3 separate regions of the Mus musculus genome follow, and all the other regions are linked to region 2. Evidence: chromatin contacts called from public HiChIP or PLAC-seq and promoter capture Hi-C data. All regions are on one chromosome and are shown on one strand. The core of a region is the stretch at or near the end of the contact, and the rest is flanking DNA. Distances in the headings are between cores, read along the strand shown.

What was found. Promoter capture Hi-C pulls out the DNA fragments that hold promoters and counts their contacts. HiChIP or PLAC-seq counts read pairs in DNA pulled down with a chosen protein or histone mark.
Region 1: a contact with region 2 is called in an H3K4me3 HiChIP or PLAC-seq map of bone marrow-derived macrophages, with 2.8 times the contacts expected there. The contact joins the enhancer-like site here to the promoter of Cish in region 2. A contact is called at or near these places in 14 of 39 promoter capture datasets (the 3T3-L1 cell line, the C10 cell line, the HPC-7 cell line and 9 more), 1 of 15 datasets of contacts at CTCF or cohesin (large pre-B cells), 5 of 484 Hi-C or Micro-C datasets (cortical neurons, differentiating embryonic stem cells, embryonic stem cells and 1 more), 15 of 115 datasets of contacts at active chromatin or transcription factors (the 230-238 cell line, acute myeloid leukemia, astrocytes and 10 more) and 1 of 9 other capture datasets (adipose tissue).
Region 3: a contact with region 2 is called in a promoter capture Hi-C map of embryonic stem cells, with 2.1 times the contacts expected there. The contact joins the promoter of Slc38a3 here to the promoter of Cish in region 2. A contact is called at or near these places in 2 of 39 promoter capture datasets (embryonic stem cells and liver) and 2 of 9 other capture datasets (adipose tissue and embryonic stem cells).

Annotation. Positions count from the first base shown.
Region 1 is chr9:106,855,902-106,860,241 of GRCm38.p6, forward strand. It overlaps Dcaf1 (DDB1 and CUL4 associated factor 1), which reads left to right. Exons shown (of 24, transcript NM_001373930.1): 14 at 1,923-3,186; 15 at 3,680-3,878. Among named protein-coding and RNA genes, the nearest start is that of Rbm15b, 29 kb to the right of the region's middle. Within about 2 kb of position 2,285, at least 13 of the 459 cell types and tissues checked have an H3K27ac peak or open chromatin away from gene starts, as enhancers often do. A contact at or near this core is called in bone marrow-derived macrophages, where this site is marked.
Region 2 is chr9:107,294,535-107,299,028 of GRCm38.p6, forward strand. It overlaps Cish (cytokine inducible SH2-containing protein), which reads left to right and starts at 2,125. Exons shown (of 3, transcript NM_009895.4): 1 at 2,125-2,500. The coding sequence starts at 2,481.
Region 3 is chr9:107,665,624-107,670,198 of GRCm38.p6, forward strand. Slc38a3 (solute carrier family 38, member 3) reads right to left here and starts at 1,776. Exons shown (of 16, transcript NM_001199217.1): 1 at 1,681-1,776.

The DNA of each region.
Region 1 (4,340 bases), core at 1,035-3,534, 440 kb before region 2:
GACTGTGCGTTGAGGCAGGGTTTCATGTATCCCAGGCTAGTCTCTGACTAAATACATAGCTGAGGATGGCCTACCTCCACCTAATGAGTGCTGGATTTATTGGTGTGTACCATCATGCCTGGCTATCCTTGTACTTTTTTTCCTCCCTCTCCCTCTCCCTCTCCCTTTTCCCTTTTCCCTTTTCCCTTTTTTAAATAGAACAAAATAAATAAAATTTCAAATTACTAAGTTATGTCAATACTGGGGACAACCAATAACTTTTTTTTTTTTTTTGAGACAGGGTTTCTCTGTGTAGCCCTGACTGCCCTGGAACTTGCTCTGTAGACCAGGCTGGCCTCGAATTCACTGAGATCCACCTGCCCCTGCCTCTGAAAGGCATGTACCACTACCAACCAGCAGCCATTAACTTTTGTTTAAAGAAGTGTAATGTGTGCGTGTTCCTGTAGATGAAGCACATGTAGAGACCAGAAGACAGCTTTTGGATGTTAGCTCTTTCCTTTTTATCTTGTTGCTGTGGATTCTGTGAATTTTTAACCACTCTGTTTGCCCATCTTTGTTTTCCTGTGGAAGTGCTTTTAGTACAACATCCATTTTATTCTTTTTTTTAAAATATAGGTTCTGGTTATCAAACTTAGTCATCAGGCTTATACATTACACAGCAAGCCTTTTTGCCCTCTGAGCCATCTCCTTGGCCCTTAAAACTCTATAGAATAATGGTACCTAGCTCACATGTACCTTCCACTTCCTCCTTCCCACCTTCTTGTCCCTCTTCAACACACACGAATTTAAACTCAGATTCTGTATATAGGACAGGACACTTTATTTGTTTGTCTTCCTCCCATCACCCTCATCTTTTCCTTTTTTTTTAAAAAAAGATTTATTTGTTTTATGTATGTGGATTGTTGTTCTCTTCAGACACTCCAGAAGAGGGCATCAGATCCCATTACAGATGGTGTGAGACACCATGTGGTTGCTGGAAATTGAATTCAGGACCTCTAGTAGAGCAGTCAGTGCTCTTAACCGATAAGCCATCTCTCCAGCCCCTGTCTTTTCCCTTTTTAAGAGTCTTCCTTTGCCAGGTATGGTAGTGCATACTTTTAATCCCAATACTTGGGAGGCAGCGGCAGGTGGATCTCTGAGTTGGAGGTCAGCCTGGTCTACAGAGTGAGTTTTAGGACAGCTAGTGCTGTGAAGAGAGAGACTGTCTCAAAAAACAAAACAAAAAGGAAACCAATAAAATAGAACACAAAGGTCACCATTTTTCTCTTTCTTAGGCTCTGTTTTAGTTCCATTCCTTTTCTAGTGGTGAGTTGTTTTTGAGACATGTTCTTATTCTAGTCCATGCTGGCCTGGAGTTTACTTTTAGCCCAAGCTTGCCTTGAAATTGTTAGTATCTTCCTGTCTTGGCTTTCTGAATACTGACATCCTAGATATGTAAGTTTTTCTTCTGTTTCATTTTAATTCTAGATTTTATATGTGAATTATGTTATTTTATATCTTGAGATCCATCTATTTTCTTTTTTTCCTATTTACATTTTATTATTTGTTTTGTGTGTGTTCTTGCACACTCTGGTGTATGTGTGGAGGAAAAGAGGGTAACTTACTGGAGTAAGTTCTGTCCACAAATGTCAGTTCTTAGGCTTGATGCCAAGAGCTTTTTAGCCAATAAGCCATTTTGCCCACCCTGTCTGTTTTCTTGTAAAATAACATAATTTCATTTTTTTTTATTGCTGAGTAAGATTTCTTTGTGCATAAGGTTTGTCCATTTGTCTGTTGATGGATGCTTGTACTGATCCCATAACTTGGCTGTTGTTAATAGTGCACACTAAAGATAAATGTATAAACTGTTCCTGTAATATCTTGACATGAGTCTTCTAGCTATTAGTTTTATGAGGAATAATGTAATTTTTCCTATGTTATAGGTATCAGCATTATTTTGGGCGTGGCTGAGGGTGAGTTCTTTATCCATGATGCTGAAATTCAGAAGTCAGCACTTCAAATTATCATCAATTGTGTATGTGGTCCAGATAACCGAATATCCAGTATTGGCAAATTTATTTCTGGAACTCCTCGGAGAAAGCTGTCTCAGACTCCCAAGAGTAGTGAGCATACTCTGGCCAAGATGTGGAATGTGGTCCAGTCCAACAATGGCATCAAGGTGCTTCTGTCCCTGTTGTCCATCAAGATGCCCATTACAGACGCAGACCAGATCCGGGCCCTGGCCTGCAAAGCCCTTGTAGGCCTGTCTCGAAGTAGCACTGTTCGACAGATCATCAGTAAACTTCCCCTTTTTAGTAGCTGCCAGATTCAACAGCTGATGAAAGAGCCTGTGCTGCAGGATAAGCGTAGTGACCATGTCAAGTTCTGCAAATACGCTGCTGAGCTCATTGAGCGTGTATCAGGAAAGCCTCTTCTCATTGGCACTGATGTGTCTCTCGCACGACTGCAGAAAGCAGATGTTGTTGCTCAGTCGAGGATCTCCTTCCCTGAGAAAGAGCTGCTCCTGTTGATACGGAACCATCTCATTTCTAAAGGGCTTGGAGAGACAGCAACTGTGCTGACGAGAGAGGCTGACCTGCCCATGACTGCTGCCTCACATTCTTCTGCCTTCACCCCAGTGACTGCTGCTGCTTCTCCTGTCTCTCTTCCCCGGACCCCTCGGATTGCCAACGGCATTGCAAGTCGACTGGGCAGCCATGCTACTGTGGGTGCTTCTGCCCCTTCTGCTCCCCCTGCCCATCCTCCACCACGGCCCCCCCAGGGTTCATTGCCTTTGCCTGGCCCATCATATGCAGGCAATTCCCCTTTGATTGGTAGGATCAGTTTTATCAGAGAGAGGCCATCACCGTGCAATGGCAGGAAAATTCGAGTGTTGCGGCAGAAGTCGGACCATGGTGCATACAGCCAGAGCCCTGCCATAAAAAAACAATTGGATAGACATCTTCCTTCCCCACCTACGCTGGACAGTATCATCACAGAGTATCTTAGAGAGCAACATGCTCGATGCAAGAACCCCGTTGCCACCTGTCCTCCTTTTTCTCTCTTTACTCCTCATCAGTGTCCTGAACCAAAACAGAGGCGGCAAGCGCCAATAAACTTTACCTCAAGGCTAAACCGCAGGGCATCATTTCCAAAATATGGAGGGGTAGATGGCGGATGCTTTGATAGGCACCTTATCTTTAGCAGGTAAGGAGAGGTTCCCGGAATTCCTTGGGATGATTCTTTTATTTAAATCAGTGTTTGGTCAGTATCATCCCTGAGTCATTAGTTAAAGTCATTTGCTGGCCTGAAGATTAACTGAGTGTCCTTTATGTGCTGTATGAACTAATCAGTCAGTTATGGGTTATTTAGATTCTCGGCAGTAAGATCTCTTTGCTGTCGTCACAACCAGTAGGTTGTTTTAGCCATTTCTCAAACTTGCCTTTTGTGCCAGCCATGTTTCCTTCTGTGTGATTCTTTATAAATCATAGGTACAGATCATGGGTCTACACACTTTCCACAAGTCTTTTTTTCATTGAGAATTTAAACTATTGAATGTCACTCTAATGCTTTAGAATCCACTTTTTATTTGAAAGGCTTCACATTTTGAAACAAAATACCATCTAGCAAAATTTTGTGTTTCAGAGTTCCCGGACATGCTTTATTCTGATTTATGCTCTTCCCCCAACCCCTCGTTTAGATTTCGTCCGATTTCAGTATTCCGGGAAGCTAATGAAGATGAAAGTGGCTTCACCTGTTGTGCATTCTCAGCCCGGGAGCGGTTCCTGATGCTTGGCACTTGTACAGGGCAGCTGAAGCTCTACAATGTGTTTAGTGGACAGGAAGAGGCCAGCTATAACTGTCACAACTCAGCCATCACACACCTTGAACCGTCAAGGGTGAGGGTTCCTTCCTGGCTGCTCTCATTTTAAGATGGATTAACAAAGGGAACTAGAGTTAAAAGAGTCTTACCATTTATTGGACTTTATTTTAGATGAGTCGTTAACTAGAATTGATGTTGACTCATTTCAGAAGGAAAATGAGATACTTGGCCATCTTTTGATAGGGGGGGTTTAGCTATGTGAGGTGATACATGGGGAACAGAGGAAGGACTTTTGGGAGTTCAAAGCCAATTTGAGTTAAAGTTCTCTGCCAGCCCGAGTACACAGGACCTATTTCAACAGAAGAAAAACAAAAAAGCCCAGACCATCAAGGTGGGTTAGTGGGGGAGGTGCTTACTGTGCAAATCCTGACTGCCTCAGTTCATTCTCTGCAAAGAACCCAGGTAAAGGTAGAGGGAGAAACTAACTCTGCAAAGTCGTCTTCTACCCTAACCCTACCACACTTCCCCATACCTGTAT
Region 2 (4,494 bases), core at 875-3,374:
TGAAACAAGTGGGCAGGTAGCTTGGGCAAAACAGGGCACATCATGGTTCCCAGCACGTCGTAGGTGGGATGTCTAACACTGTCAACTTCACAAAAGACTACTGGAGAACCAAACACTTCTCTCCCCAAGGCACACTGGAAGCCGTGTCTTAGTTTCCTCACGTACAAGGCAGCATTATCTGTGGTAGCTGTGAGGGCAAGGTGAAGCTAGGATTTGCTGAGTGTCTGGCACAAGGTAAGTGTTCAGTAGGCCCACTTGAAAGGGGTAGATCCAAGTTCAAAATCACAGCTCTGGGGTCCAGCGAAAGAGATCCACAGATCAAGGTGCTTGCCACTAACCTGACAACCTGACTTTGGGCCCTGGGACCCACAGAGTGGACTGGGAGAAGTGGTTCCCTCAATTCCCTCAGGTTATCCTCTGACTCTGTGTGAATACTGTGGCTACAAACACATGAAAACACACACGTGCGCGCACACACACACACACACCACACACACCACACACACACACACAATTTAAAAAAGAAAATCATGCCAGGCAGTGGTGGCACACATCTTTAATCCCAGCACTCAGGAGGCAGAGGCAGGCAGATCTCTGTGAGTTCAAGGCCAGCCTGGTCTACATAGTGAGTTCCAGGACAGCCAAGGCTACAAAGATAAATAAACCCTGTCTCGGAAAAAAAGGAAAGGAAAGGAAAGGAAAGGAAAGGAAAGGAAAGGAAAGGAAAGGAAAGGAAAGGAAAGGAAAGGAAAGGAAAGGAAAGGAAAGGAAAGGAAAGGAAAGGAAAGGAAAGGAAAGGAAAGGAAAGGAAAGGAAAGGAAAGGAAAGGGTAAGTAAATAAAAAGAAAACCACAGCTCTGTTGCATGACACCTGTGAAATCCCCCGTATCTTCATAGCAAAGCGGCAACAGACAGTTTCTACTGAAGAGTTAGTATGCATACATACAGGGATCCCATGTTCTCAGAGTACTCCTACTCCATCCTACCCATATTCCAAGAAACTGGCTTCTTGCTGTATTCTGGGAGCCCTGCTTGGGTTACACTTAACTTCCCCTCCAGGGCACCTACGGGGAACTGAGTCCCTTGGAGTAATCTCTTATCTTCCCTAAGAACTCCTTCCTTTTCACAGGGTTTTATCTTTAGCTCTCTATCTTGGGTGGGGCACCCAGAGCCTAGCCTGGGCTGGGGAAAGCCCAGTCACTATACTCAGATTCTAGACACTGCCAGAAGCCTGTCATCGCTGCCAAGAATCTTATAGCTACCCTTTCTGAGGAACGTGGGTGGTGTGACGTGTGTGGAAGGAGTGGGTGTACTGGTTCTCCAGATCTTATCTCCCCATATCCTGAACCGTGGATGTGGAGGGAGATCACATAGACCCTACAGCTCCTTGGTAAACCAGATATGGTGACTTAGCCTATAAGTTCACATTGTAAACCTGTACTCAGAAGTTTGGGGCCAGCCTGGTCTACAAACTGAGCTCCAAGGTAGTCTGAATTCAATTTTAAAACAAAAACAAACAAGCCATCGACAGGGCTGTCTGGGAGCTGACTATCTCTGTTTACTGACTCAAGAGGGTAATTTCCCCAACTGTCGGTCCACTCAGAGATTAGGCAAAGAAGGGATGAGATCATTTGATTACAAAAGATTAGATGTAACCTGAACTCTTTTAGCTGTAGTGGCCACAGTGGACCTCCTTAGTTCTTCCGTCCTCTTCAGGGCTCCAGGCCTCTCCCTAAGTCTTTCTCCAGATCTCACAGCACACCACCCACCTTCTCACACAGTGTCCTGCAATAAGCGAGACCACGGCCGCCAGAGACAACGTCCGATAAACTAGAAGCGGCTGGCTAAGAGGACCGGCCCGACCCTGCCCCCGCGCTGTAGTTCTAGGGGGGGGGGGATAAGCGCACCCATCCCCAAAGAAGTAGAGGGAAGACAATCTGGTCTCCAGTTGCATCCACATTCCTTCTTAACTTGTCCCCAACCCAGTCTTTTGCCTACTAGTCTCTAGGTCCCGCCCCACTCGGGCACGTCAGTTCAGGGTCCCTGCACTTCAATAGGTCGGTCTAGATGCTCGTCTCACGTCCAGCGATACGATTGGTCAACTCTAGGAGCTCCCGCCCAGTTTTCCTGGAAAGTTCTTGGAAATCTGTCAAAGGTGTTTCCTTTCTCGGTCCAAAGCACTAGACGCCTGCACCCCCGTTCCCCTCCGGGCCGCCGCAAAGCCCGCGGTTCTAGGAAGATGAGGCTTCCGGGAAGGGCTGGGACGCAGCGGACAAAAGATTAGGAGGCGCCTGGCCCCGCCCCACCGGCCCAGCCCGTCCCCCCTCGTCCTTCCAAGCTGTTCGCACCACAGCCTTTCAGTCCCTGCTCGCCGCCCGTGTGCCCCGGGACCCTGACCTTCGCACCCCTGGCACCCATTGGCTCCTTTCTCCTTCCATCCCGCCGAACTCCGACTCTCGAGCCGCCGTTGTCTCTGGGACATGGTCCTTTGCGTACAGGGGTAAGCTCAGTTTTTTTCCCTACCTAGGCTCCATGCGGGAGATATGGAAGATCACAGGCCTCGAGTTAGCTGCGGGATTTGGGAGGGCTTGACCGACTGGAGGTGATGGAGGGCTAAAGGACTTCGAGTGGTGTGCCTAGGATACCCACACACACTTCGTATGGATAGGGAAACGGAGCCCGCGAACGGTGGGAGGAGCCCCCATTCCTGAGATTTCACTAGCGCCAACTGTAAGAGGTTCTCCAGGACGGGGCTCACAAGTCTAGACTCAATTTGAGCTCATAGTTTACCTAGCCTTCTGGCTCCGTACCTGTCGGTGACCTTGAGCCAGCCCTTAGATCCCTCTGTGTTCAGAAGTTCATTCCTCCGTCCCAGGTCAGCGATTAGGTTCTTAGGAAGCCAGCCTGAGGTCTTTGACTCTTCCCAGGCCGGCGCCTAATAAACAACACCCCTTAGGAGCACCCCACTCCGTCTCTTAGCTCAGATTGATGTCTCAGTGTGATAAAGACTTCAGCCTGCCTTCTCCAAGGTTTCCCGTTGACATGGAATATGGGACCATGGTGAAAGTGGGGCTTTAATAAAACAAAGTCTTGGCTTCGGTAGAGTGTACTCGGAACACCTGTTTACCCTAGCTTTCAGCGTCCCCTTCAAACACTGATCGGTCAGGAATTCAGGAAAACCCAAGAAGAGAGGTGTGTGTGTGTGTGTGTGTGTGTGTGTGTGTGTGTGTGTGTGTGTGTGTGACAAATCCAGGGAGATCTGTGATCCAGTAGTAATTGTTATAACTGACATGGGAATGGTACCAAGTGAGGAAGGGTGGAAGGTGGGGCCAGGCTGAAATGCCCTTGCTCTAAGCAGCTCTGAGTCCCAGGAAGAGGACATTCATGGAGCTGTTGAGAAGACTGTATTCCCTAGTAGTTCCTACCATGTTCTTTTATTCTCTGAATTTTCGGACTCTTCGGCAGTTCCCTGCACCCTGCCTTCCTTTCTTGGGTGCCCCCACTTCTCCATTCTGGGTCCCCAGAGCCTCTTTGACTTTGCCTTAATTGAAGGCCCATGGGAACCTCAGGAGCAGTGTTGGGGTATTGGGGAAACAAGTTGTTTAACAAGCCCATGTATCCCAGCCTCCCTTGGCTCGGCTCATCTTATTGGCATGTGTTCTCAGGTGGAACTTCATGGCTAGACTCCAAGACATGCACACACAGGTTCTTGGAACACACCAGTCCTCACCCCCACCGTGATGACACAGTGGCAGACACACCCCTCCCTAGATATTTAGTCCCTCCCAGCAACATTTGGGGATTAGCATCGTCATTCTATACCTAGATACCATACTAGCCCCAGAGGTGCCTACTATATACACATGTGGGACCTATGGAAGGGATCCAACTAAGCTGTCTGGTTGTACCTGCCACAGAGGCCATGAAATGACTCCCTAACCTGGATCAAGCTATGGGCCCCAACAAGCCAGTCGCCTCAGAATTCTGCCTGTAACTCACTAAGTGGGATTCCAGGGCTCTCATAGCTGGGTCAAGAGCGGGTGTGGGAAAAACCCTTGGCAGGCTATAGGTGCCAGAGCCTGTCACCCCTCTCCTGAGTGGTCACAGGACTATGACCTTCTAAACACTACTTCCACTGTTAGGTCTGGCGTCTGTCCTTGCCGACTGCTAGCAGCTCCTAACCACCCCTTGTTTACCGGCAATACCTGATACAGTGTTGCCTTTCCCAGCCAGTGTGGGCTGAACCTAGGGTTTCATTATTTGGAGGTCTTTGACTAGACACAAAACTGAGGCCTGGGGACATATTTTATTAGAAATTAGAGAGAGCCAACTATTTTTTCCCACCAGATGCAGGGACCCTGGGTCACCACCTGGGTGGGCTTCTGCTAGGAAGATTTACCCTAACCCCAGCCCAAACCCCTCAGGGCAAGTAGGCCATCATCTGGAAGGCGGAGAAACTGCAACCCAGAGAGGAGCAGATTTTACATAAAAATC
Region 3 (4,575 bases), core at 526-3,025, 370 kb after region 2:
CAACGACGACGACAGCACAAACATCACATTTCAGCTTGCTGGGCACACAAATGCCTAAACTGCATTTAGTCTCTCGCAGGCACTGCCTTGCAAACATGCTTTGCCCTCAGTCTTTCTGCTTCCACTCACACCCAGCGCAGACTCCCAGGGTGTGCTTCATTCAGCTTCTGATCTTTTCCTGGTTCAGCCTGGAGTTCATGATCTACCTGCCTTCGTTGGGCCTGTTTCTCCATTTGTGGTCGGAGGGGGGCCATGGCCCCTGACTCAAGTACAGGGATAAGCAAGTCTTGGGGCCTGGCTTTCTGGAGCCTTGGACTGTGGGATACAGCAAGCCTGGGATAAGACCACACTCAGAAGGATGATTTGAGAGGCAGTGAAGAGATGGGATCCCCAGACCCAGGGTGAACGAAGCTCTGAGGCACACCGTTCTCATCTTTCCTAGAGACACAGTCTCATGCTCAAACCCAAGAAATCAGAGCTTGCATTCCTGGTTCTGCCATCCCAGCCTCTCCAAAGTGCCGGGCATGGCCTCATGCACTCCTGATCTCTCCCATCATGGGGCTTCTTAGGGGAGGTTTCCACAGCTGTGCAGATGTTCCCTATTTCCAAATCGAACGATCCTTGGATTTATCTAGCTTTCTAACACCCTATCACACAACGAATCATCCAAGGGACTGACCTCTTTTCTGGAAAATAAGCCCCTACCCCAGATTGTGTGCCAGGGGTCTCTTTTAGGGGACAATGTAATGGCGGGACGTGGAGAAAGCAAAGGGGGAAGAACAGGACTGGTGGGCTAAAGTGCCATGGAGATGTCCTTCGTGGTTACTCCTCAGGGTGCAAGAGCCCCCTCCCTCCGCACACAGGAGAAAGAAGACCTGGATTCAGGTCTCAGGTCACGTGACGAGGGGGAGCTGCGCTTGGGGCGCAGTTCTCACGTGCTCCATCCTTGGCCCCCTTCTCTAGTGTAAACAAACGGCACGCATTCATGAAAACTGAGTCCTGCGCCCTGGCTAGTTCTCACACCTCGGCCAGCCAGGTCCACAGGTGGACAGGAGCGCCCATTGCACCCCGCCCTCAAGCCTAAGTGTCACAAAAACCCAGAGCAGGCAGTGCCCGCTGGCCTCACTGCAAATGGCACTGGTTCTGGGGCCAGCATGTACCCCGTGGCCCCTCAGGCGTCCCGGCCCGATCTGCCCTCAAACTGCCCAGAGAGCGGGATAAATATACCCGGATCGCCGGCGTGCCAACCGGCGGATCTGCCTCTCAGGCGCCCGTCGGGGCAGCGCTCCAGGGTCTACTCCCGGCCATTCTTTAGCTGGTGCCCGCGGGTCCTGACTCAGGAAGTCGGTCCACTGTTTCCTGAGCTTCAAACTAGGTGTTCTGTGGATCTAACCCCGGGCTGCTGTCCCCTTCTGTTCTGCTTGGCTCTACCAAGAAGCGGAATCAACGAGGTGCCCCTCCCCGCACCCTGGCGCAAGCTTGGAGCTGGTGCCTACCCGCAAGCTCACAAACCTGTGCTCTGGAGCTCGCAAGATTCTGACTCTCGGAAAGCTGAGACGCCTGCCCGGGTCTCGGGGTACAAGGAGAGCTTCCCAGAGCCGACTATGCACTGGGGGAGGTATTGTGGGCTCCTTCTGCCCAGCGCCCCTGTGCTGGTGGCTCTATATCCCCCGGCCGTACCTGGCCTCGTGGTGGGCACGTTCAGCACACTCCGTTCCAGAGGGTGAGATCCGCTCTGCTCCAGGCTGAGCGCAGGGCTGCAGCGGCAACTGCAGCAGCAGGGGATGAAGGGTGCCCGGCCCCGCCCCTGGCCCGCCCCCGGCCCGCCAATCCCAGGCTGCCCGAGGGAGGAGGGGCTGGTCCGGGGAGGAGCGGGGGCCTGGCCGACTTGTCTCAAAGGGGTAGTCGGTGCCCTTGGTGACCTCGAAGCCTATAGGTGGGAGAGCCTGATTGGGGAGGGGTCGCTAGAGCCTTGAAGGATCGGGGCGATGGTTCAGGTCAAAGCAGAGATCTTTGTGAGGACAGTGACTGCCCTGAACCCCTGAAACATTCTGCCTACATTTCTCTAAATCCCCGAAGAGATCTTCAACCAGAAGAAATAGGAATACCGAAGGCTTAACTTCAGTGAGGGGCTTGGAACGGACGGCTTTCAGACTTACGCCTTTTCTACCTTGCCTGGGTCGACCGCCTTTGCTTAGCAGGGGTGGATGGAGGGGCTATCTCAATCAGTTTTTTTCTTCCCCTGAGATAGTACCCTAGAGGCTGAAGCAAATACGGTCTAGGACAGCGAAAACAAGGGGAGATCGCACTGTGTCTTTTCAAGCCTTGCACCGCTATGCTCTCTACTCTACGAGTGAGTGACTGCTGTCAGCCTGCCCATCAGAAACGGGGGCAGGACTTGTGAGAAAGAGATTTTAGGGAGGGCTCTTTCTTGGCTGGTAGTCAGTGCCACCTCTACCTGATTCCCACCTACAGCTCCGGTGCTCAGAGGCAGGTGGCAGAGGGTAGGGAGCTAGGGGAGGCGTTGACCTTTCAGGCTAAAGGGGCCGGGACAACAGCTGTGCCTCTCTTTTCTCAGCCACTGGCTCTGATCCGATTAATTCCATGGCCTCTGCTGTTCCTCTCCAAGCTGGACTTCTCTTGTCATATCTACCTCCTGATGTCATATCTACTTCCTGGCGCTGTGAAGCATGCCTTCAGAGGCCGGGTCTCATGCTTCCCTGCCTGAGGCTGGGAGTCGGGACTCCTCAAATCCCGAAGCCCTGGATTCCCTTCCTGCTGACTCATAACACTAGCACAGCCAAGCCCAAGCGTGCCTCAGTTTCCCTCTGTATCAGAAAGAAATGGTCGTCTTGCCCTTTGGCCTGAGAGAAGGGGGTGGGGGTGGGGTAAAGTGAAAGCCATGAACTAAGACCAGATGCTGCCTAAGAGGGCCAGGGAGCTGAGGGCCTAAGGAAACAGGCCCTGGGGTGACAACAACTCCAGGAACACAGGCCATCCAAGCCTACCTTTCCGGTAGCTAGATGACAGGAAGGAAAGATTTGCATCCTTACCCAAGGCTGACATAATTGCCAGACCAGAGCTTACTTACCACATTGTGAAGGGCCATTAGACTCCCAACCTCTAAAACAGCATGAGAAACAGGTAGAGTGGCACATGCCTGCAATCCCAGCCCCGAGGGGAGCAGGGAGAACAAAATGGCTGAGACAGAATCACCTTGGATACTCACAGGAGCTATTTGTCAAGGGGTAGTGGCACCCACGGGCAGTTCCTGAGGGTCCTGACTAGGCTCAAGGTCACTCAGCATATGGACATTGGTGTCCTCAGTCCAAAGGGAACAGGCTGAGACTGGCTGTGCTGGGCTTCTGAGGGAGGCCTGGAGACTTAGTGATGAGGGGTCCCTGGGTAAGGCCAATCACATTGAAGCTGGGGGAAGGGTGACTGTTTGTTGTTGCTAGGCCTGGACCCCTGCCAGGGTAAACAGAGCTCTGAGACCTTCCTTGCCACGCCACCTGCAGAATCTCCCAGCCCAGCCTATATCAGCTGCACAGCCTGGATAGGACGCCAAGAGAGGCCAGGCACCTTCTTCTAGAGGTCCTTGTAACCTCCATGGTGAGGTACCTTTTTCAGGAGAAAGAAAGCTTTATTATCTGTGGCGCTAGGCCAGCCCTTGCCTCTATTCCCTGATTTCCACATTTCAGACACAGGCCTAAAAGATTGCCGGACACGTGGGATAGAGCTTAGAGTCAATTCTCCTTCCAAGGTCACATTGGTGCCATTCCCTTCCCTCTTCCTTAGCCTTTACCTATCCAGCCTCCAGTAGGGCAGGCTCTTCTCATACCTCATTCTACACAGTTCCTCCAGACCCTCTATGGCATTGATGCCCCATCTTCACCTCTAACCTAGTCCTTCTTGGATCCACGAATTCCATGGGCATCTGCAGATCCTCCTTTAAACACACACACACACACACACACACACACACACACACACACACACACACACACACCTGCTCCTGCTCAGCCCACTCCTGACGCAGCCTGGCTGACCACACATGATCCTACCATTTTTTTAGAACAGGCCAAATGTCATGCTTCTGTGCCTCTCTTCCCTTGCTTCACCAGCCCGAGAGCCTCACAGTCCTAAGTCCTTGGCAACCTCCGGTTTGTCCTTTAGCATTCCAAGGTGCCCAAATCGCCAAAGAAGCGGCCGGCTATTCTAGGTCTTGCTGTGGCTGTCCAATCAACGCCCCCAACACACTCAGTTCCAGCCTCAGCATCTTCATGTGCTTTTCGTAGGACATGTAGATGACAAATGTCTATCAGAATCAGTGCACCAATGAATGAAATCCCAGTGGAGCAGCAGACTCAGCTCAGGGGATGGGAGTGACATGTCTGGGCTGGATGAAAAAGAACTCTCCAGGGAGAGGCCAGGTATACACTAATAGATTCTGCACTATGTATACTATGTAACAAGATGAGATACATGTTAAGGAAACAAGTTGGAGACTTAAAGGGTTCACAGAAGAGGGAAATCTTGTTTCACACTCCAGAGGGGAAGACCCAAGCTACACTC